Regions from separate parts of the Mus musculus genome. Here regions 1, 3, 4, 5 and 6 are each linked to region 2. A link is a contact called in public HiChIP or PLAC-seq data. All regions are on one chromosome and are shown on one strand. The core of a region is the stretch at or near the end of the contact, and the rest is flanking DNA. Distances in the headings are between cores, read along the strand shown. Region 1 has its middle 49 kb from the start of Gm34952. Region 2 holds the start of Llph (LLP homolog, long-term synaptic facilitation (Aplysia)). Region 3 has its middle 3.5 kb from the start of Gm35130. Region 4 has its middle 24 kb from the start of Gm34952. Region 5 has its middle 9.8 kb from the start of Gm35062. Region 6 has its middle 19 kb from the start of 4930471E19Rik.

Evidence for each region. HiChIP or PLAC-seq counts read pairs in DNA pulled down with a chosen protein or histone mark.
Region 1: an H3K4me3 HiChIP or PLAC-seq map of bone marrow-derived macrophages shows a contact between it and region 2, with 2.5 times the contacts expected there. The contact joins the enhancer-like site here to the promoter of Llph in region 2. A contact is called at or near these places in 6 of 39 promoter capture datasets (3T3-L1-derived adipocytes, embryonic stem cells, frontonasal cranial neural crest and 2 more), 3 of 484 Hi-C or Micro-C datasets (embryonic stem cells and palatal mesenchyme), 7 of 115 datasets of contacts at active chromatin or transcription factors (bone marrow-derived macrophages, embryonic limb bud, embryonic stem cells and 1 more) and 1 of 9 other capture datasets (embryonic stem cells).
Region 3: an H3K27ac HiChIP or PLAC-seq map of embryonic fibroblasts shows a contact between it and region 2, with 8 times the contacts expected there. The contact joins the enhancer-like site here to the promoter of Llph in region 2. A contact is called at or near these places in 11 of 39 promoter capture datasets (the 3T3-L1 cell line, 3T3-L1-derived adipocytes, the HPC-7 cell line and 7 more), 1 of 15 datasets of contacts at CTCF or cohesin (the NIH/3T3 cell line), 15 of 115 datasets of contacts at active chromatin or transcription factors (bone marrow-derived macrophages, craniofacial prominence, differentiating embryonic stem cells and 9 more) and 2 of 9 other capture datasets (liver and pancreatic islet).
Region 4: a contact with region 2 is called in an H3K4me3 HiChIP or PLAC-seq map of embryonic stem cells, with 6 times the contacts expected there. The contact joins the enhancer-like site here to the promoter of Llph in region 2. A contact is called at or near these places in 4 of 39 promoter capture datasets (embryonic stem cells, frontonasal cranial neural crest, maxillary cranial neural crest and 1 more), 3 of 484 Hi-C or Micro-C datasets (embryonic stem cells and palatal mesenchyme) and 9 of 115 datasets of contacts at active chromatin or transcription factors (bone marrow-derived macrophages, embryonic hindbrain, embryonic limb bud and 2 more).
Region 5: a contact with region 2 is called in an H3K4me3 HiChIP or PLAC-seq map of stem cell-derived neural progenitor cells, with 4 times the contacts expected there. The contact joins the enhancer-like site here to the promoter of Llph in region 2. A contact is called at or near these places in 4 of 39 promoter capture datasets (cranial neural crest, liver, maxillary cranial neural crest and 1 more), 3 of 484 Hi-C or Micro-C datasets (embryonic limb bud, embryonic stem cells and nephron progenitors), 17 of 115 datasets of contacts at active chromatin or transcription factors (acute myeloid leukemia, astrocytes, bone marrow-derived macrophages and 10 more) and 2 of 9 other capture datasets (embryonic stem cells and liver).
Region 6: an H3K4me3 HiChIP or PLAC-seq map of bone marrow-derived macrophages shows a contact between it and region 2, with 3 times the contacts expected there. The contact joins the enhancer-like site here to the promoter of Llph in region 2. A contact is called at or near these places in 5 of 39 promoter capture datasets (cranial neural crest, frontonasal cranial neural crest, maxillary cranial neural crest and 2 more), 5 of 115 datasets of contacts at active chromatin or transcription factors (bone marrow-derived macrophages, embryonic limb bud, embryonic stem cells and 2 more) and 1 of 9 other capture datasets (embryonic stem cells).

The regions. Positions count from the first base shown.
Region 1 is chr10:120,575,442-120,578,786 of GRCm38.p6, reverse strand. No RefSeq gene overlaps it. Among named protein-coding and RNA genes, the nearest start is that of Gm34952, 49 kb to the right of the region's middle. Within about 2 kb of position 1,691, at least 33 of the 459 cell types and tissues checked have an H3K27ac peak or open chromatin away from gene starts, as enhancers often do. A contact at or near this core is called in bone marrow-derived macrophages, where this site is marked.
Region 2 is chr10:120,225,223-120,228,659 of GRCm38.p6, reverse strand. It overlaps Llph (LLP homolog, long-term synaptic facilitation (Aplysia)), which reads right to left and starts at 1,600. Exons shown (of 3, transcript NM_025431.2): 1 at 1,537-1,600; 2 at 457-686. The coding sequence starts at 679.
Region 3 is chr10:120,720,945-120,724,124 of GRCm38.p6, reverse strand. No RefSeq gene overlaps it. Among named protein-coding and RNA genes, the nearest start is that of Gm35130, 3.5 kb to the right of the region's middle. Within about 2 kb of position 1,449, at least 23 of the 459 cell types and tissues checked have an H3K27ac peak or open chromatin away from gene starts, as enhancers often do. A contact at or near this core is called in embryonic fibroblasts, where this site is marked.
Region 4 is chr10:120,550,756-120,553,807 of GRCm38.p6, reverse strand. No RefSeq gene overlaps it. Among named protein-coding and RNA genes, the nearest start is that of Gm34952, 24 kb to the right of the region's middle. RefSeq lists an enhancer at 211-1,850. Within about 2 kb of position 1,772, at least 93 of the 459 cell types and tissues checked have an H3K27ac peak or open chromatin away from gene starts, as enhancers often do. A contact at or near this core is called in bone marrow-derived macrophages, embryonic limb bud, embryonic stem cells and 2 more, where this site is marked.
Region 5 is chr10:120,676,800-120,680,369 of GRCm38.p6, reverse strand. No RefSeq gene overlaps it. Among named protein-coding and RNA genes, the nearest start is that of Gm35062, 9.8 kb to the left of the region's middle. Within about 2 kb of position 1,504, at least 5 of the 459 cell types and tissues checked have an H3K27ac peak or open chromatin away from gene starts, as enhancers often do.
Region 6 is chr10:120,615,410-120,618,852 of GRCm38.p6, reverse strand. No RefSeq gene overlaps it. Among named protein-coding and RNA genes, the nearest start is that of 4930471E19Rik, 19 kb to the left of the region's middle. Within about 2 kb of position 1,987, at least 112 of the 459 cell types and tissues checked have an H3K27ac peak or open chromatin away from gene starts, as enhancers often do. A contact at or near this core is called in bone marrow-derived macrophages and memory CD8 T cells, where this site is marked.

The DNA.
Region 1 (3,345 bases), core at 442-2,941, 350 kb before region 2:
TTTTTTTTTGTTCAGGAGTGTTGCCCCATCCTCTCCTATCTCGGCCACGATCTGAAATCCCATCAGGCTTCACTTCAGAACATATGGAATAAAGATAGAGGGTTCTGTGCCTCCGACAGGCCACACATTCATTCCGACATTTTTTATCCTCAGCAGGCTCAGCTAGACCAAAGAGGAAACTGTTTTCATTTTTCTTTAAAAAAGAAAAAAGAAAGAAAGACATTGGCTATTAGTCTCAGTTGCTAGAAAATGAACTGGTCAGGAAGCCTATCAATTTCTCGACACTCCATTCCATATGCTGAGGGATTCCGCACCCCGGGTTTGCCTTTCCGACTCCCATCAGACGTGTTTGTTGGTTTTGAACGTAGCGATCTGACTATGTAACGCATTCAGAGTCTGAACTATTTATTCCATGACAGTACATATCGTAGCAAAATTTCAAAATGGTTCGATAATATAATTTTAATTCTGAAAAGTCATAAGACAAAAATCTAAGCCCTTTAAAATGTTGCAAACATCTAAAGCATTCTGGGAAAGTATTTGAAAGGTGGCTAAAACATTGTACACATTGAAACTGGGGGGGTTAATACCATTCGTTTTTGGAGTTTTGTTTTGTTTTGTTTTCTCTGTGCTGACTGATGCCATATTAAGAGAATTGATTTCCACCACAGGTTCTCATCTCTCCAAAAACCACTTTAAGAGGAACTGTATTCGGTTGCTGTTCTCAGTGGAGATGCTGGTGTATTCTAAGACAGAATGGAGGAAACCCACATGAAATACAGAAACTTGGATTAGTTTTGACAATGGGGAGAGATTCCGTTTCCTTTGGGGAGGAGCACAAATGGAGGCTTTCCTTGGTCAAAGGCTCCGAGAGACATCTGGCTGCAGAAGACTGGGGTTTTCTAAAGGAATCTACTTTACGGTTGGTTTCCAACTTCTAAATCCTTGGGAAACAGATTAGCTCTGTGGCATAGCCTTGTTTATTCGAACATATTAGAAATCAAAGTGGGCTTGGGCTGGTAAAATGTCTGAATCGAAGATTATTTGCACAGAAGTGCATCTGGGTCCCTTTCAAGGACGTACAGTTGCTGAAACATGGCTAATAAAGTTTCGAAGCCAAAGCCTTTGAAGGGACTCTTTTATGAACTGTAAGGGCAGCTGAGAGTAAATTATAATCAGCAAGCCTATTGTTTCTAACATTCGGGATCTTGAAACCTGTTTGTTCCTGGAAGACTTCTCCTCCAAGTCTAGTTTTCACTATGAATTTTTTTCTGGGTGCACTTTTTATCCCTAGATAGTGTTTTAGCTTAGGGCCCTATGAGAAATTGGGGTGGGGGGGGGCTCCCTTCCCCAGCTGCTGCTTCCTCATCTGGTTCAACTTCAGAACTGGGCCTCCTGTGTTCTCTTCCACTGTATCCCAGGCGGATGAAGGATGTCCCCCAGCTCTGCCTAGTCCCTTCCTCAGTGGGCTTATACACTCAACCCCATAACACCATCAAATGAAAAATCCTCATTTTTTCCCCCTCCTGGAAAACCTCACTAACCTCACTAACGGGTTTCTGTTACCTTGGTCCAAAGTATCAGCAAGGCAGCTGATTTCCTGGTCCCCAGTTCCTGAGACCCAATGTAGTCACAGTTCCTCACCAGCCTCCTGCCAGTCAATCAGTTCATCTCTCAGGAAGCTGAGAAACCGACCGTCTCTGATCTCTACATCCCTCTACACTCCTAGCCCGGTGACTCACTGGCCAGGCCTATTCTGTGTGGTTACCAGCTTCTCTGCTTAGTAGGCATATGGGATAATTTGCAGTTTTACAAGCACACTGTAGGCTTTAAAAACAAAACAAAACAAAACAAAACAAAACAAACAAACAAAACCTTATCTTGTTTTCACAGAATTCCGTAAGACTAGGAAGCTTTTCCCCCATTTTCTTCTCAATTTCCTACCAACTTTTCAGAATCTAAAACAGATCCATAGCCTCCATTTGTGTGTGTGTAGGTGTAACTGCTACTGATAAGCATATAAGCATATTTGTAAATTCATGATCAAATAGGTTGTGGAATATATATGTATATATATACACATGTATATATATATTAATATTTATATATGTAAATTAATATGATACTTGTAAAATAATTTACATTTAAATTTTTGTCACCTGTACCATCTGATTTAATCCTTGTACCAAATGTATGAGCTGCACAGTGTCAACGGCTAACAGGTGAGGACTGTAAATCTCAGAGTTTTGGTAGATTGGCCATTATCACCCAAGGAAAAAGTGACAGAGACAGAACTCACACCCTGGACTTGTAATAGCAATCCCAGAGCGCTTTGGGACCATATCACAATGGCCCCCATTCTAGTGAGAGACAGTGATGTCACCGCAGTAATTTCTGCAGCAGATGGGGGAAGAGGCCAGGCCACCAAGGGTCACAGGAGGTTTGCAAGCAGAGCTGAGACCTGATCAAAGGCTTGCTGTGGAAAGATTGGTCTGGTGACTTCGGCCTGGACCCAGGCAGGAAAGCCCTGCTGGGAACCGGCTTGCCCCTCTGGACTCCTGTGGCTCTTTGTTTATGCTCCTGGTGCAGTGTTGATCTGCTGTGGCAAGCTGGTTATTTATTTATTTACTCCTATCCTACTACCCACCCCCTGCTGCGGACTCGGCAGGATTTAAGGTGGCTTTCATTGTCTTCTATTTCATCACCGTGTCTATACAACCATATCTCAAGTATGTCTGCTTGATGGTAAGGCCAGCAGAGCACAGACAGCGTCAATTTTGAATTTTCAGGCGCACTGCATGTTTGACATGCCGGGAGTGATGTTTAAAGTTTGGTGAATGAATGAATGAGAAGGACGTCTGCGAAGACAAATGGGGTCAGTCAGGGACATGGCTAAATACATCACAATAGTGGGGCACTTTGAAGTCATATGCACTCCTTGATAGGATGAAGCAGACCAACATGAACTTAAATGTGAGAGGGCTGTGATCTATATACTGTTGACATATAGAATACATATGTATTATATATGGAATAGAGTGCATGTATGTGGTGTGGTGCCCAACTGCCCAAACTCGCTATTCATTTAGAAATATTAAGAGTGGTTGCCTCTGGAAAAAGTGTTTGGATAGAGAAGACTCAAGTGTTAGGTTAGAGGTTGTATTCAGGGTTATTTTGTACAGACTACAAAGCCCATTTTACAACCTGTATGACTTCCGTGTGTCTGGAGAACTTGGAAACCTAAATTATATATGACTAAGGACCAACGGTGGAGCTTCTCAGTGAGGGATGGAAGGTACCCGTGTACTCCTCCCCCCACCCCCCAACACACACACTAAAGGTTCT
Region 2 (3,437 bases), core at 351-2,850:
GGTACAGTCAGAAGAGTCCAGAGCAGGAGAGAAAGAAGACAAAACATCGCCAGTGGACTGAACCAGGCCATGAGAGGAGAGAAAGTGGGGTGGGGGTTGGGGAGGCAAGAGAGGAAGAGAAGTGGGGTAAAGGCGACTGAGAGGAACGAGAGGATCCAGGAGCCGAGAGAAGCACGGCCGAGACGGCAGTGTTATATGGGAGTGAGAGGGAGGCTTGTGAAGTGGAGACACTTGGGGGTTGGGGGGAGGAGCTGAGAGGAACCAGGGTGCCAGCATGTACTTTATTATCTAATAAGCTCCACAGCTAGCCATTTGTCCCCAGTTTCTTTTGGACTTGACACTAGGGACAAGTAGAATGGGTAGAAGACGGCTTTAAAAAGACAGAGAGAGACCGACCCCTAAGAGAAAAGTGGATCATTTTTTAGAAAAACCATGTAAATGAAGACCGAGGCTCACCCTTTTCCTCATCTGCGCCGTCACACCGCCCTTCCTCACACTGCATTTTCTCCTGGCGAGGTTTGGCTACCACCACGGTTGCTATCTCCTCAACGTCTTTCATTAGAGCATCCCCGTCCACTCTGAGGATACTCTTCAGTCTGTTGAGCTCCCTTGGCGCATTCTTCTTTCTCTTCTCGGCCCGCATCTTCCTCTTCCACTTACTCCGCAGGCTTTTAGCCATGCTTCACCTGGCGGTGAACAGAAACACAAACAAAAGGTTTACTGCTCACACCCTTGACTGGCAAGGACGTGGCCAAGCAGCCTTCTCTTCAGAACTGGGACAGATGGAAGAGAAGTTGTGCTGTGCCCTCATGCTTAGCTTATGTAATAATCAGCGCAGAGCATGAAAGGACTAAGTCCGGACACGTCAGGCCCCTTTAAGTAGGAACAAGTCGTTAATTCAAGCCGTTCTCAAAGAGCAGCTATGCATAGTAGACACAGAAAGCGAACAGCTCCGCCTTAAAATCACCTATTGCGCTGTTCTTATCCAATATCCGTCACCACATCTTTAGTGTGAACTTTTAACAGCTTAAACCATAGCTCCCTGCCTTTTAAAGACTCCTCCCCTCGTGTATCAAAGCTCATCCCGCTCCTCTCGGGCCTCCGACTTACTCTCTAGCCCCACACGCACGCAAGCTCCAGTCCGCACAACGCCCACTTCAGGACCGTCACATCTCCGATCTAGGTCTGGAAATGGCTCTCCCTAAGGCTCGCTCTGATCCTCCGACTCCTGTCAGCTCCTTTCTACCAAGTTCGGCTTCAACCCGGAGCTACCGTCCCCGTCTGCGGACTGCGGGGCTGAGCCGGATCCCCCGGGGCCACCGCTCTGCTGCACACCGTACAGGTCACGAGAACCGTGGGGTGGCTGGGTGAGGTCCCCTGAGCGTCAGCAATCACCAGTGGTCCGTGTGCGGGACCCCGAGCCTCGCCCTCCCGAGCCCCGCACCGAGCGAGGATGCGGTCAGGTCTCGCCGCGGAGGCAGGGTCCGAGCCAGTCCTTCACGCCGCGGAGTTGAGTCCAAAGCCCACGCAACTCACCTGAGAGACAACACCGCGCACCACGCGTGGGACGCCAACCGGAAGTACAGGCGCTTCCGGCTTCCGTTCAGGGGCCAGCGCACAGCATGCCGGGATCCTTGAGAGGCGTGGTCTTTGGGGAGGCGTGGTCAACCAGCTGTCTCTGTCATCCCGAGGCTTTGGCTGACCCCTACACCTACAGGAGAAAGTTTAAGGAATTTCCTGTCGGGAGTGGCAAATTATAAATCAAAGCATCTCAAAGCCTTGGATGGGCCAAGCCTGGCCGGGGGCCCTGTCTGTGACAGCCTCACGAGAAAGGATACCAAAGGGATTGCTCAGCTCTGATCATCCTGGAGCCCTTTCTGAGTTTTGTTTTTGTTTAATTGCAGTCTAGAAATTTTCTCATTTCGGCTGAGGATCCTAGGAGGTACGCGGCTGTGAGGATGTATCAAATTGTACAACTTAAATACGTCACGTCGACTGCATGCCAGTTATATTTCAAAGTGTCACCCAACAGAATAATCTTTCCTTATCCCCACGAATTTAAAGGGTAAAACAAGCTATTTCAACCAATGTTGATCTGTCCAAACTATTACATACCTGAGACAAAGCTAACCTAGGGTGAATGAGTTTACAAAAAAAGGTGTGGTTTTTGCATGTGCTTCTAATATTGCACAAGCTATGGGCGATACGCAAGTCTCTTTAACACTTGTGAAAGATAAGAAGAGTGTCTTAGGGCCTAGATAGTACCTCATTCATTGATCTTCAGTGGGTGATTAGGCAACAAACGTTAACTACCCAGACTTACCTGGAAACAGTGTTTTCAACAGATCACCACATTCAAGCATGTATGTGTACCACATGTGTGCCTGGTACCAGAAGAGGCCAGAAGAGGCCATCTCATCCCTTGAACTGGATTTACAGTTGGTTGTGAGTCACCACAGGGGTGCTGGGAACCAGTTTTACTTAGTTTTACTTCCATTACTGTGAAGACACCATAACCAAAGCAACTCTTAAAAAGTAAAACATTTATTTGGGACTGGCTCACAGTTTCAGAGGTTCAGTCCATTGTCGTCATAGCAGGAAGCATGACAGCATGCAGGCAGACATGGCGCTGGAGAAGCCCAGATCTGAAGGCAGCCAGAGGTTCTCTTCTGAACTGGCTGGAGCTTGAGCACTAGGGACCTTAAAGCCCACCTACACAGTGACACACTTCATCCAATAAAGTCACACCTATTCCAATGAGGCCTCACCTCCCAATATTGCCACTTCCCATGAGCCAAGCATATCCAAATCACCACAGAACTGAACCCAGGTCTTCTGCAAGAGCAAGAGGTGCTCTTAACCACTGAACCAGGTCTCCAGCCCCCTTTATAAGTGATGACTTATAAAATCCCTGTTTAATTGCTAGAAGAGCTGTGTCTTTTTGAAGAAACCATGCATATAGTGGAGCAAGCACTGAGATTTTTAACCCAGGAAAAATACAGTTGGCATTATAACAAGAGGAAGCGTGCATGCCCTGGGTTTGAAAAATCAACCTTACAGATGCTCTAAATTGGCAGCTTCATGTACCAAAAGGCTGTGGCTTTTGAACAGAAATTTGGAAAATAAAATCAACCTATTATGTATTAAGACACATTCCACAATTTGGCATGAAAAAGCTCTTATAAAAACTAACCATATGAAATTTGTTGCCATTAAATATAAACACCGTTCATTTTTATCAAATCTATTTTACACCAGTGATTTTCCACTTATAAACTAGACATTTTTAGAGGTGAAGAATGAGCTGACAAATGGCTCAGTGATTTTGAAGGGTGCTTGCTACTCTTTTAGAGAACTCCAGTGCAGTTTCCATGTTACAACCATCTGTAACGCCAGTTCCAGGGGATACAACACCCGCTTTTGGCCTCTGCAGACCC
Region 3 (3,180 bases), core at 200-2,699, 500 kb before region 2:
TTTCTGAAAAATCTCTGTAGCTCTTCTGTTCTTCCCATGGCTTTTTCTCGGCACTTTGGAAACTGTTAGAAAGATCACCACCTTTCCCAGCTCCATCCCCTGTTGAAACTGGCAGTGTCTTGTGATCCACTCATGCCATGTGCCCAGTCTTTACTGTCCTCTTTAGAAAGTCAAAGCAAACATCTGGGAACTTTAGTGAACAGCCCAGGCTCTAAGGCTCTCAATGAAGTGGCTGACACAAAACTAGGCAGACTCAGTAACTACCTTTTAAAGAAAATGATGCCTTTTGGCACCTCCATTATTTTAGCCCCTTCACACTTGCCTGTCACTTACAGAAGAAACATACCAACCAAAGGACATTATAGAATACGTATTGATTATCAATTCTCAGAGCCACCATTCACTGAGTACTAGTTAATTGTTTTCGTTTAAGATAAACTTTCAGGTTAATTCTGCTGAAATCCAGAAAGCCGGGGGTGGGGTGGAGTGGGGGGCTGTACATGTAGTACTATTTACCAGAGAGATGAGGACATCTTCAAAGCCAATGGCAGAGAGAGGATGAAGTTTGGATGTGGAAAGAGCATTAGGAAGCCAAAGGTGTTGTAGCTCCTTGAATGGCATAGAACAAACAAGACAGAGATTATAAAGACAAGAAGGCTCGAGGGGTGGCAGAGTGTGGGGATTACACCAGGAACGGTAGAAGGATAAAGCTTAAATCGGAGTGGGCAGTTGGCTGCATATGCAGCCATACCCAGCAAGTCTATCCGCCTATCCATCACCATCCAGAGTCGTCTCCACAGGTCAAAACAGCTGTCATGAGCTGGTTGGATACAGGGCTGTTTAAGCAGTTGTAAATGGGATGGAACTGGGGGTCGGAGACCACACCAAATACAGCCAGTACCTTGTGGTGAGTGCCGTGGGAAGCTCTGGCTGGGCCCTTGGCTCTGTCCATTCCATCTTTTCTGTCTTTCCGTCTCCACTCCATCCTTTTGCACCTTCCTGCTGACCTGGCCCCTCACTCCGAAAGCCCTGCAGGCTGAGAGACCTCAGATGCGCTACTCTGCTCCACCCACTTTCCCACACTCAGGAGGACCTTGGGTGGGGAGGTTGGAAGGGATCAAGGAGAGCATCCTGCTGAGATGAGGTCGGAGGCAGCCTGGACATCAAAGGTACCCAGGCCGCAGAGCTTGGGAGGAGGGCAAGGCCCCCTAACAGAAGGAGCCAGAGAGTGTTCCTTGCTGGCTCCTCTTACAAGGAAAGCCTCTCACCTTGTCTTTGAATTAAAATGGGAAGCCAAGATTTTTTATCCCAAAGGCTATAAGGGAATTCTTAAACCGCAGGTGTCAGTTTCTATTAAAAAAAAAAAATTAAGTTTCAGACCTCTGGCTAGTGAACGTCTGAGAGAGCAGTTGAATGAATCATTAACTCTGTTTGGATGCTTCATGTAGGTCAGTCAGACTTCCTGCTGCTCACTCCGGGAAGCACACTCCAGATTCTTTAGGGAGAGACAGCACGTTATCCTCTAGAGCATCTCCAGCCCTTGATTCGCAAGCAGGCTGCCTCTCACAGCAGCCATTCTGTGCGATCAAGCCCATGGTGAACCTCTAGGGACTCATTTCCTAAGCTATGTTAATAATCCTAACATTCTTAGGGAAGCCAGTTCCCTCACAAGTGGTAGGATGCCCAGCCTCTGTGGGGAGAAAATTTGAAAAGGGACTTCCTAACGTCCCCCCAAACGACAGAATACGATCACCTTGCAGACCTCCTCTGCCCCCGCCTCCACATTCCTCTTCACTTATATAGCCGTTGGGTTTCAATGGGAAAACCAAAGCCAGGATACTTGCTAGACACCCGACAAATGCCAGTTTGGGGTGGGAGTCTGAGAGGACTCTGGGTAGGAGCTGTCAGACCCGGGGATAGCTGCTCCCAGGGAGACCCAGCATTTTAGCGCTCACAGAAGGCGCAGGCGCACAAGGTCTTCCATCGTAACCCCAAGTTCTCTCCAAGCCAGCCCCACGGACTCTGGCAGGATAGCCTAAGGTGATAGGATTGGAAGGAAGTTGGGTAGGGAATTGAAGGCACTGTGTCCTCCCTCCCTGACTCCGGCTTCAGGTAAACGTGTGTATTTAGCTACAGCCACAACCACGAAGTGCCCCCCCCCACTCCCTATCCCCGAATGTTTTCTTGGAAGTCAATTAAAACAAGGTGAATCACAGTAGGAGATAAAAACAAATAAATGCCAGCTGGCTGAGGCTTACCAGCCCTTGACTGGTTTGTTTACACATAAAGAACAAAACAAAATAAGATAAAATAAAACACTGTCATCTTTCCTCATAAGAGCTGTAATTAGACTTGTGCCTCGCACAAGACAGAGAATGGATCCCAGTGCCCGGCGGGAATTGCTGTTGCCTCAATTCTCAGCGTTCGGCAATTTTTTTTTTTCGTTTGGCAATTTGTTTTTGCTTGTTTGTTTGTTTGTTTTGTTTGGTTTGGTTTTTTTTGGTTTTTTTTTTTTTGGCTTTGTTTTGTTTAATTTGACCATTTTCTGATTCTGCCAGGAGGCATATTTTTCTCTCTAGCGCACATCTCTAATCAGTATCTACCTCCATGTTTCTCTGGCTGTGGTATAGTTAGCAGAAAGAGCAGGGTTCCTGGGGGCAGGGATGGGGGAGGGGAGGGGAGGGGAGGGGAGGGGAGAGAGAGAGAGAGAGAGAGAGAGAGAGAGAGAGAGAGAGAGAGAGAGAGAACTCAACAATCTACAAGCTGGATCACAGTGGCTTGTGAGGGCCACATCCCTTAGGAGAGACTTGGCAAACCTGGGTCAAAAGACTTACACACTCTTGTCTGGCTCACATGCCTTCAAAGCTCAACTGTTCTGTGTTCTCTTTGGGTTACAGATACACAGCAATTCTCAGCATCACCATAGCCTCCTTTGCTGATCCCTGCAACTCCTGCCTGAACCCTTTCCCAGTTTAATCGTGCAGGAATGCTGTTCCAAAGACGTAGGGTCATAAGGGTGCAATAAATCAATCCCAATACACCCCTAATGAATGGCAAATTAAACAACATTTGTTTCAGGTTCATAGGTCCTCTTGGAAGATGCCATTTTAATGCAAACAAAATTGCCGCCTGTCAGGTATGAAGGGATAGGAGGGTAAAGTGAGGAGGACTTGTAGTCTT
Region 4 (3,052 bases), core at 523-3,022, 320 kb before region 2:
CACATCCTGAACATGAAGAGGAAAACACAATGTAAGGGGGCTATGATTTAGGCGACCTTCAGAACCCTTTCTTGTTCATCTCATCCTGTCCCTCCAAGATCCCGAATCTCTTCCCTTCTGTGTCACTTTCACTTCTAGGTCAACAAATATTTGACCGTTTTGAACAGATGTGTTTGTAAACTTACATGAGGAGCTCTTGAGAAGTAAGTTAGGGCAAGAGAGAACACTGCTTCTTCTCTCTCAGGAGAACCTTTAGCATGTAATCTCTACCTAACATGTCTCTGGGCAGATTATGATCTATGTCCAAAAAGGCTGGAGGAAGCCACGGGAGGATGCAGGCTCCCTGACTTGCCAGTCAGCACCTTCAGCTCTCTCCAGACCCAAAGTCTGGACTAGGTGAAACCAGCCAGCTCCATGCCTGGCTCAGGTCGAACCACAAAGTCACGCCTAACGTAGATTTGCCCATTGGCTGCAGGCCGGGCGCCCCTCAGTCTGAGGGGGGCGGAGTCTGGAGGGGGTGGAGTCTATCGGCAACTGGGCCACTGCTCCCACCCTTCTAGGGGACCCTTGTTTGGCGGTTTCTTTTTCCTCTTTGGGAAAAAGTTACCAACTTCATTGGCGTCGCTGCTCTGCAACTAGTCCCTCCAACCCCGCTCCCGGAGGCTGAGCTCAGATGCTCCGCAGACGCCGCCCAGCGGTCCAGGCCAGGGGCCCCGTGCCTCTGTCGGGGTCGCCTTTTCTCTGCTTGCACCCACGGCTACACCGATCTGCACAGCAGCATGGAGCCCGCACGCTGCCGGGTCCCCTCTCCTGACGTACACCTACCCCACCCCCTAACCAGTAGGACACTCTCCATCCTACTCCGGGTCCTCTTACGTACACCACCTTCACTCTCACCGAGGCTACCTAGAGTCACAGCCTCCTCCCTCCCGGTGGTGGCCGCCTTCTGTGCGTTCCCTAGGGTTCGTCATGCGCTAAATCTCCTGGCTCACATTTAGGGATCATATCCCCGCGCGCGCATTTTCCGAGATCACCCACGTGCTCTCATTCTCATTCTGCCCCAGCAACGGCCCGCATTGCGCGGTGGCCCCTCGAGCCGCGGATCGTGGGAACCAGGCTGGGCCCCTTCGTCCCTGTCCCTCCTAGGTCATCCATCTCCCACCCAGTCTGCTGCCGAGACTTCAAAGGCGCCCCTGCCGGCGCGGGCCCCCTGACCCCGTGCGCAGAGCAGACGGCTGGGGCGCTCGGCGCGGAGGGAGGCCAGTTGGCTCATCCAGACACGCTCGGTCCTGCAAGTGGCTGCGTGGGTACCGAAACGGCCTTGGGTCTAGCCGTACAATAGCCTCTGACAAGGCCGTACCACGCTCGGGCCACCTAGGGTTGTCCCCCACCCCCATTCCCAACCCTCCGCCAGCAAGGTCCTTGATTCGTTTCTTCCGGAAGGAAATCTGGATCAGGACTGACTCCTTTCCAAGCAGAATAAGAAAAATCGTTCCCAGCGCTTGCTCCCCCTCCTAAAAATAAAATAAAATCAAATCAAAATAAAAATAAATAAGAGTCTCCCCTGACACTTAAGCAGCACTTCCTTCTTTCTTCCCTCCGTCCCATTCGGACACCCCTAATTGACAGACTCTAATCCCCGGATCGGAACTACTTCTGCCGGGAAGATTTGGCCGGCTTTTCCTTTTCTCTCAGCATTCCTGAAAAGCCAATTCGTTCTGAGCTGCGTTGATGGAGGGCAGGGGGGAGGAGGGTTACTTCCAACTTCTGGCACCACCTGGGTGGTCGCCATAACCCAGCGGTTCCCTGTCAGCTGTGTATTCTCCTCCACTCTATAAAGGCGGCTTTGCGGGAATCGTTAAGGCTCTTCGCCATCGATCTGCGGGGTACATGTATTGATTTATACTTATAATCAACTACAGTGTGAGATTTCGGGGAGGGTGATGGTGTGTTCCCGGTGCATAACTAACTGTGGCTGTGTGTTTGGAGATGTTGAGTTCAAGCGAAACAGCTTTTTGCATGAGGCTCTCTAAACATTCTTTTTCACACACTTAAAAATATTAAGGCTGTGCTCCACAGTTCAGCATTTTGATTGGCTGTGGTTTTCTGTAGGTAAAACACTCCAAGAAAAGATGGGGGAGGGGGGGTTACGGGGAGGGGGCGTGTCTCAGCATAACTTCGAGTCCTTTAAAAGGAATAGGTTAAACTTAGTCGGCAGCACTAAGATACATATTATACATACAAGGGAGAACACAGAAGCCCTGAGACTGCCACTAAACAACTCAGGCTCACAGCTTTCTCCACCCTAACAATGTTTCCTCACTCTGAGGAATCATTGGTGATCTTCTGGTATGAAAGTCTGAGCTGTGAGCAAGAGAGCAAACTGGACAGGAATTGCTCAAAGGTGGAAGACATCAACTGCTCTGCCTTACACAGGATTTGTCGTCCAGTGGTGCCTGGGCCTTACGGTACCAATGTGGATGGGGGTACGCAGACCCTACCTGGAGGTAATTAGGTCTTTGGGACACCAGTCTCAAAACCTGCTAGGTTAAGGTGGTTCTTGTGGAACCCTGGTTAGTTCTGACGAGATGAGTTGTGGTCCTGATCTTGTCTAGCTTCCTATGTCATCATATAACTGCTCCCTCTCCCACGTGCGTTTCCTTTCAGCCGTCCATGAGGTGACGAGCTTAAGGCTCCTCAGAGCCCAAACCAAAGAAGTTGCCTGATCTTGGGATTTCAGTTTTCATAACTTTTAGTCAAATAACCCTTATTTCTCTATAAAATACCCAGCCTGGGGTATTTTGTTGTGTTGTTGTTGTTGCAGCAAAAGAGAAAAGACTAACTTAGGATCATCCCAGCTGGACATGGTGCTATGTGCCTTTCATCCCAGCCACTAGGAGCCAGAGTCAGGCAGATCATGAGTTTAAGGCTAGTTTGGGTTACATATTGAGTTCCAGAACAAAACTAGAGAGACCCTGTCTAAAACAAACAAACAAACAAACAAACAAACAAACAAACAAACAGAAAACCCAAAACAAAACAAAAAAACAAA
Region 5 (3,570 bases), core at 255-2,754, 450 kb before region 2:
GGACACCCAAACACAGTCAGAATCTCTCAGGTCCCCTCATTGGGGTCCGTTCAAGGTGGGAACCCTCACCTCCTGCCTGTGTTAGTCAGCTTCCTGTCACTAACACCTGAGATAATCAGCTCATGAGGGGTTGGTTTTGGCAGACAGCTCTGCAGATCACACCCATGATCTGTGGGTCCTGTGGTTGGGTCCTTTGGTAAGGACAGTTATCATGGCTTGAGGACAGATAAACGGTTCAGGGGGAAGAATGGAATTGGGGCTTCCAAGACCCGGTAGGCATAAACCTCCGATTATCTAAAGGCTTTTTGTCAGGGTGAGCACTGGATGGCGAGAAAGCCTCTGACTGAGCTTCAGGCTCAGAGCCCTCGGTCATGGCATAGGCCATTCCTTTGTAGTGAAGCCATCATGCAGAATGGTCTTTATTGAGACACGTCCACCTCTTCCCTCCAATGTTTACCCGTTGGCTCCACTTCTGTTCTTTTCCAGCTTCACATCGTAACTCTACAATGAACAACTCTGCTGCATAATTGCCCTTATGTGAAAACAGCCCTCATTTCCCTCCCTGGCACCCTCTTTCCTCCTCTTCTCTAGGACAAGCGCTCGCATCTCTTTTTGTCCCCATTCTTCAGTTGACAATTTCCAGACAATTTCCCATTCCCAAGACTCTATAGAAAGTTTCTTTTCCTCCCTCTCTCCCTCTTCCTCCCACCCCCTTCCCTGTCTCTTTTCAAGGGCTGGCTTTCCTCGAAGAGCAAACACAAGCTATTCTTTTCCAAGATTTGATTGAATAACCATTCTATCCACATCGTGGTACTGTGATAGTACACCATAAAACATTTTACTGCCTTGCGTTTCAATAGAAGATGGCTGCATTTGTTAAGCAAGCTCTTTCCAAACAAGTCATAGTAAAAAGTTTATAGCATTCCCCCCCCCCCCATCATCACAGAACTTTTTAATGCTGCTCCTTTTGTTTGGTTTTGGTTCTAGTTTGGGGGCCTTCTGCCTTGCCTGCCCCTCCCCTCCCGCCCCTGCAAAGTATCAGAGCTATGCTGGACATTCTCTTGAAGGGTTTCCTTTTGGAAACTTGGTCTTAAAACATCTTTTCTTGGAGATCCTTTTCTGGGTTTAGACTATGAATCAGTCCGTGTGGAAATAATGATACCATCTGTGTGGTAGGGCCCTGTGTGGCGCATATGTGCAGTATAAAGTCCGTTTATATGTGGTTTGAAATTGTATCCCAGGGTTTGGAAAAATGAAGAAGTTTATGTGATGGCTATCATGGCCACACATGAGGTGTTGCAGAGACACACATGTATTCTAAAATATACATATCTATAAGAATACACATATCTGTGTACGAGTCTAATGGAAAACATTAAACTATCAAAGCCTTCAGGCAAATGTTTCATAGCTATCTAATTGCGCATCTGTATAGTGTAACCTCTTGACTTCTTAAGTCAAGACTTGGCACTACTACCACAGAGTAAATACCAGTTACAATTAGCATAGGGACTGCATGGTCCTGGGATTACATCATTGAGAAGCTCAAATATGTAAAGGTAATACTAACAACTTCCGGAGGGAAGACTCTGAGATGCCGCCCTTCGTGATTCCGATTTAAAGCGTTTAGCTCTGGGTTTAGTGGGAAAGGTCTCTTCCTATAAAAAGAAGCTGGGATGGAGTCCCCATGTCAGATGCATCGCATCCCTGACCTGTTATCCACAGAGAGCTGTGACTCTGCAGAGTATGAGAAGCTGCGCCGCGGTGTTAGTCGAAGGAAACATCCTGACTGCTTGAAGGTATCAAATAGGGAACAGTTGGACAAGCAAGCTTGATTAAAGACAGCTGACGTCACTCCGGGAAGGGGAGCAGTGCTTAACTAATTTGTTGGAATTCTTTGAGGAAATCATTGCCCCAGTGAGCTGGCTTGGGGGGTGGGGGGAGAGAGGAGGAGACTATAAACTGAGTTCTTCAGAAAGCGCTCAAAAGGAATTCTCCACTGTGGGTTCAAATGTTTAAGGTCTGAAGTCATGGAAATACAGGACAATTGGCATAGTTGGCTAAAACTTTGGCAAAGTGGGGAGGAAAAAGAGGGTGACTACCGACACAAACCTGTCCTCCTTGGAAACAGGATGGCAATGGGGTGGTCAGCAAAGAAGCTACATCTGATCTGCCACAGGGACCTGGGCTTGTAAAGGGCTGAGAGAGTCAAGGGAGAGGTGAGGCAGGGCTGGGGACTCAAGCATGGGCAACCACAGGCAGGCAGATCCTCTCTCCACCTGGAAGGACGAGGGCTTCTCAGATTTTCAGTAATAAAGCCAGTTTTTGTTTAAATACCTCACAAATCAATCCACTAACCATTACATCTATTGCCTGCTGAGACACAGAACTTCTCGGGCATGTGCTGAAATGAAACTAGAGTTTTCCTTTTTCTGAAGGAGTAGAAAGAGACAAAGAGAATTCACAAAGGAACCCTTGAGCTGTCTTGTTTGTGGGATGCCGCTCCACAAGTCTGCAAAATCAAGTGTTAGGCCTTTCCCCTGGTGATTCCCAGCACCATGTGAACTCATAGATAGATAGATAGATAGATAGATAGATAGATAGATAGATAACTATAATCCTCAGCACCCAAGAGGCTGAAGCAAGATGAGTTTAAGGGCAGCTGTGAAGACAGTCAGCGGAAAGCTGGTCACACAAAGCCACCACTCTTTCCTCACTCTCAGTGATGTAACACATTGCTACCCAAGGATTGATGTTCCGAGGATGATGTGACCCTGTTCACATTGACGTCTACCCTTACCCAGATTTGACTACTGCATGGTACTTGTCCCCCCAGGTTCCAGCAGAGGGAAGGTGAAGGTAGAACTTACTCATTTGTTTTTAGTGCCCCTTCGACGAGACAAGATAAAGACACTCCACACACCTCTTTGAATGTTTCCCTCTGACAGGAAAAAAAAAAAAAACATTTTCTCACATCTACCCACTCCAAATCCCTCTCACAGCTTTTGAATGTCATGTGCATTTTCTCCGAAAAGACAATCAATTAAACTTTTGCTAAGTGCAGTGTCAAGAAAGTGTATTTAGTGAGGCATTTCAGGGGGAATATTTTTTAAAGAATCCAATGCTAACAAGAGAAGGAGTGAATGCAGGCAGTGGGGGTTGTAGTGCACCCATAGTGCAAGCCTGTACTTCAAGGGAAAGCAAGCCCCTTCGAGTTCTGGGGTGGCCAAGGTAGCACTTCTGCAGGTTGGGCTTTTTGCCCTTGGTCTGCTGGATTACAGCAATGGTGGTTTCTAAGTTCCGAGGATGAGGAGCATTTAGAACACGGTGTTTTCTACTGTAGTTATTTCAAGTTGATTAGTTAAGAGCCCTTCTCTCAAACTAAGGTCTGTTCTGCTTCTGGGCACGGAAACCCAGGCCTCATACATTCTAGGTGAACATTGTACAACGGTTATGCCATTGGCCACCAAACAAGAAGACTTAATGGGTTGTTGACCTGTGTGCGACTGACTTTCATAACATTCACCGAGCCTCGTGAGTCACAACTCTGATCTTGAACATGGAGCAGCC
Region 6 (3,443 bases), core at 738-3,237, 390 kb before region 2:
AGTTGAGAGTTACATTCTGATTTTTAGGCAGAGAGAGAGAGAGAGAGAGAGAGAGAGAGAGAAGAGAGAAAGAAGAGAAAGGGGAGGGAGAGGGAGGGAGAGGGAGATAGAGGGGGCAGAGAGAGGGGGCAGAGAGAGGGGGGCAGAAAGAGGGGGGCAGAGAGAGGGGGCAGAGAGAGGGGGAGAGAGAGGAGATGGAGAGAGAGGAGAGAGGAGAGAGAGAAAGAGAGAGAGAGGAGAGAGGGAGAGAGAGAGAGAGAGAGAGAGAGAGAGAGAGAGAGAGAGAGAGAATATGAAAACTGGACCTAACCTGAGCTTTTGAAACCTCAAAGTCTACCTGCAGTGACACACTTCCTCCTTCAAGGCCACACCTACTTCAACAAGACCACACCTACTCCAGCAAGGCCACACCTACTCCAACAAGGACACACCTTTTTGTAGATCTATCCATTGTGACAGGGCTCCACAACTCCGCACTTTGATTGGTTGTGGTTTCTCTGTAATAACCTCTAGCCGTTGCAAAGAGAAGTCCCATTAATGAGGGCTAAGACGTGCACTTTTCTGTGGGTATATGAATACATTTGAGTGTTAGAGATTAATCTAGTTTGGTAAAGGGGTGGTTGTAGTTTCTCCTCCAAGATCCATGACTTCACTAGTCCGGGGCAGCTGGCTAGTGTTCCAGCATCAGGCAAGATTCCCTCCTCTTGAGGGGGTCTTAAGTCTAATTACAGACCTGTTACCTCCAAAGTAAGGATGCTCCCCTAGGGTTATTGTGCCACACAGGTCACTGCTGTGGTCCATAGGCGCTGTAGTTGGATAAAATTGCTGGCTCTTTCTCTCCTGTGGAAGCTGGCATGGTGCCTTCTGGTGCCAAGAAGGCTAGCCCTTAGGAAGAACCATTCGGGTCAGTTCCAGTTTAGGGGCCTGTGCATGGTGTCTATAGCAAGACACCAAGAGGAGAGATTTACCTCCCACATCTGGAGGGCATCCAAGGAAAATAACAATAGTCCATAGAGTTTTGGGAATGCCTCAGATAATCCTGACCAACAACTCAAAAGAGGTCTTCTAAAGCCTGATGTGGGGGTTTCCTTAGGTGGAGGTGGTCTTTGGCTCTTGGAAAGAGCATTGTTAGCCCAGATGAAAAATATATACACATCTATATTTGTGTGTGTGTGTATATACATATATACACATATATATGTATATTGTTTATAGATTTATATTATAGAATTTTTTAGGCAGACAGTTAATAGTATGATCCGTTTATGAACTTTTCCAATATCCTTGCTGACATTTCATCCACCTCTCTCCTTTGTCTGTATTCTATCTCTATTTCCCCCTCTAATTCTTGTTACTGAATAATTTAGTGAGTTCGGAAATGAGGTCACCACGGCTCCCCGCCACTCGCTCCGTCTTGCTCTTCATTTAAGAACAAAATCAACAACTATGCTCTGCAAGTTTGTGGGTGCATTTAATTCAAACTTCTTTGCTTCAGATTCAAATCAATGCCAAGTATTTTGTAATCCCCTCTTCCTTCCATCCTCCTTCCCTCATTTCTAACCCCCTTATCTACAGTCAAGGAAAAAAAAAAGTTCATTTATAGGAGAAAGGAATCCACTGGAACCAAAGATGCCAGCTTGGGACCCTTTTCTCTGTGTGCCTGCTGGGGCGTCCCTGGAGTGTGGGAGCAGTTTCTGGGAGGTCCACAGGCTAGGTCAGCCAAGGGCCTTCTCTTTCCATTCATCCCCAACTTGACTCTGTATTCAGCTGAATATAGTTAAAGGATTTATTGCCGTCATTTTGCTCCTTAAATTAAGAGTCATTGTGGTGAGAACAAACCATAGCAATATGGCCCAACCACAAAGACAGAAATTACTTTGTAAGTTTCAAAGGATTTTCACCAAAGAACTGCTCTGTGCAGAGGGTGTTGGGGGAGACATCTGATGGAGACACGTTTTCTTCCGCCACTATAATAAGGTATGTGTACCCCTCCAGAGACGTGAGTCACATCTCCTGTGACAGGAAGCTGTGGATAGTTTCTGTGGGTTTGGGGGTGGGGGAGAGTTGTGTGTGTGTGTTAAATTTTCAACGCTGCCTGTTTCCTATGACTCGTGAGTGGCTCATCACCTGACTCATGTGCTCTTCTGGGAGGGGGTCTCCTAAATGTGGCTTTTAAATCTCAGTAATAAAGACACCCAGCTGTTCTGATTCCTAATAGGATGAGAGAACACACAGGAAATGGAGTCAGAGCTTTGAGTGAACATTTTCTGAGGTCATCTCTTCCTGGCTTTCTGCAGAATTATGCATAGACTGCTCTAGGCTTCAACACTTTTTTCTTTTTTTAAAGACCTTATTTTAAATGTTCCCCTCTTGGCCTCAGTAGATTAATAGATTCCAGTCAATCCTTTGGTTTTGTTGTTGTTTTCCAGGCTAAAGCCACACTTTGCTGAAGCTGACCCTCTGTGGGATGTGTACCCTGAGCCCCACTGACCCAGTCAGCAGGGAACTTGGCAAGTTCAGCGTAGATGAAGCTCAGGCTATAAGATTTGTAGGAGATGATGCAGGCTAAGATGGGAAGGGAAGCCAAGAACTAGATGTGCCTCTGTGCCAACCTGAGACCCAGTCTTTGCTTTTGCTTGGCTGACTCTTTCATTTTAATATTCAAAGTGTGGTCCCCATTTTGATTTAACATCCAGATCTCTCTGTTTCCTTGAGGCATGTTCATGCCCTCTCAGTTTGGGATGATTCTCACCCGCTTCTACCCCCAGCATTACAGTCTTGCACTATCTATCCCCCCCCCCCCACCCCAGCTATACAGCCTTGCACGATCTACCCACCAGCTATACAGCCTTGCACGATCTACCCCCAGCTGTACAGCCTTGCACGATCTACCCCCAGCACCTCTCTGGCTTTTCCTTCTGCTCTCTGCTCCAGCCACATGCTCCCTTGACTATGCCTGAAATGCACTCAAGGCCTCTACCATGTTCCCTCTCTGTCACACGCCTCCTGCAGATACTCATTCGTTTCATTCTTTACCTTTTAAACCCCTTTCTCAAAGTCCCTTGACCAGCAGCTTACAGACTTTTAAAGTCCGAACTCCCTATCTCCCCTACATGGTTTTTCTACCCATCCCGCTGCTTTGCCAAGCTTATTGCATGTATTGCCTGCCCTGACTAGAATGCACGTTCCCTAGGGGAACAGCGTTTGTGTACCGCTTGGTGTCAAGATCTAGAATACACCTCTTCAGGGCATATCTCCCAGGATGAATAGATACGCAGATTGCATAAGGGTTTACAGAAGACAGAGAGTTTACTTCTTCAGTCTTGGTTACCTGACATGACAGTGTTCTGTCCCCTAAGATAGGAAACACAGGAGGAGGAGTCCATTAGGGACGAAAGTAGACATCTTAATGTTTTACATGCCTGTGAGAAAACAACGTGGAA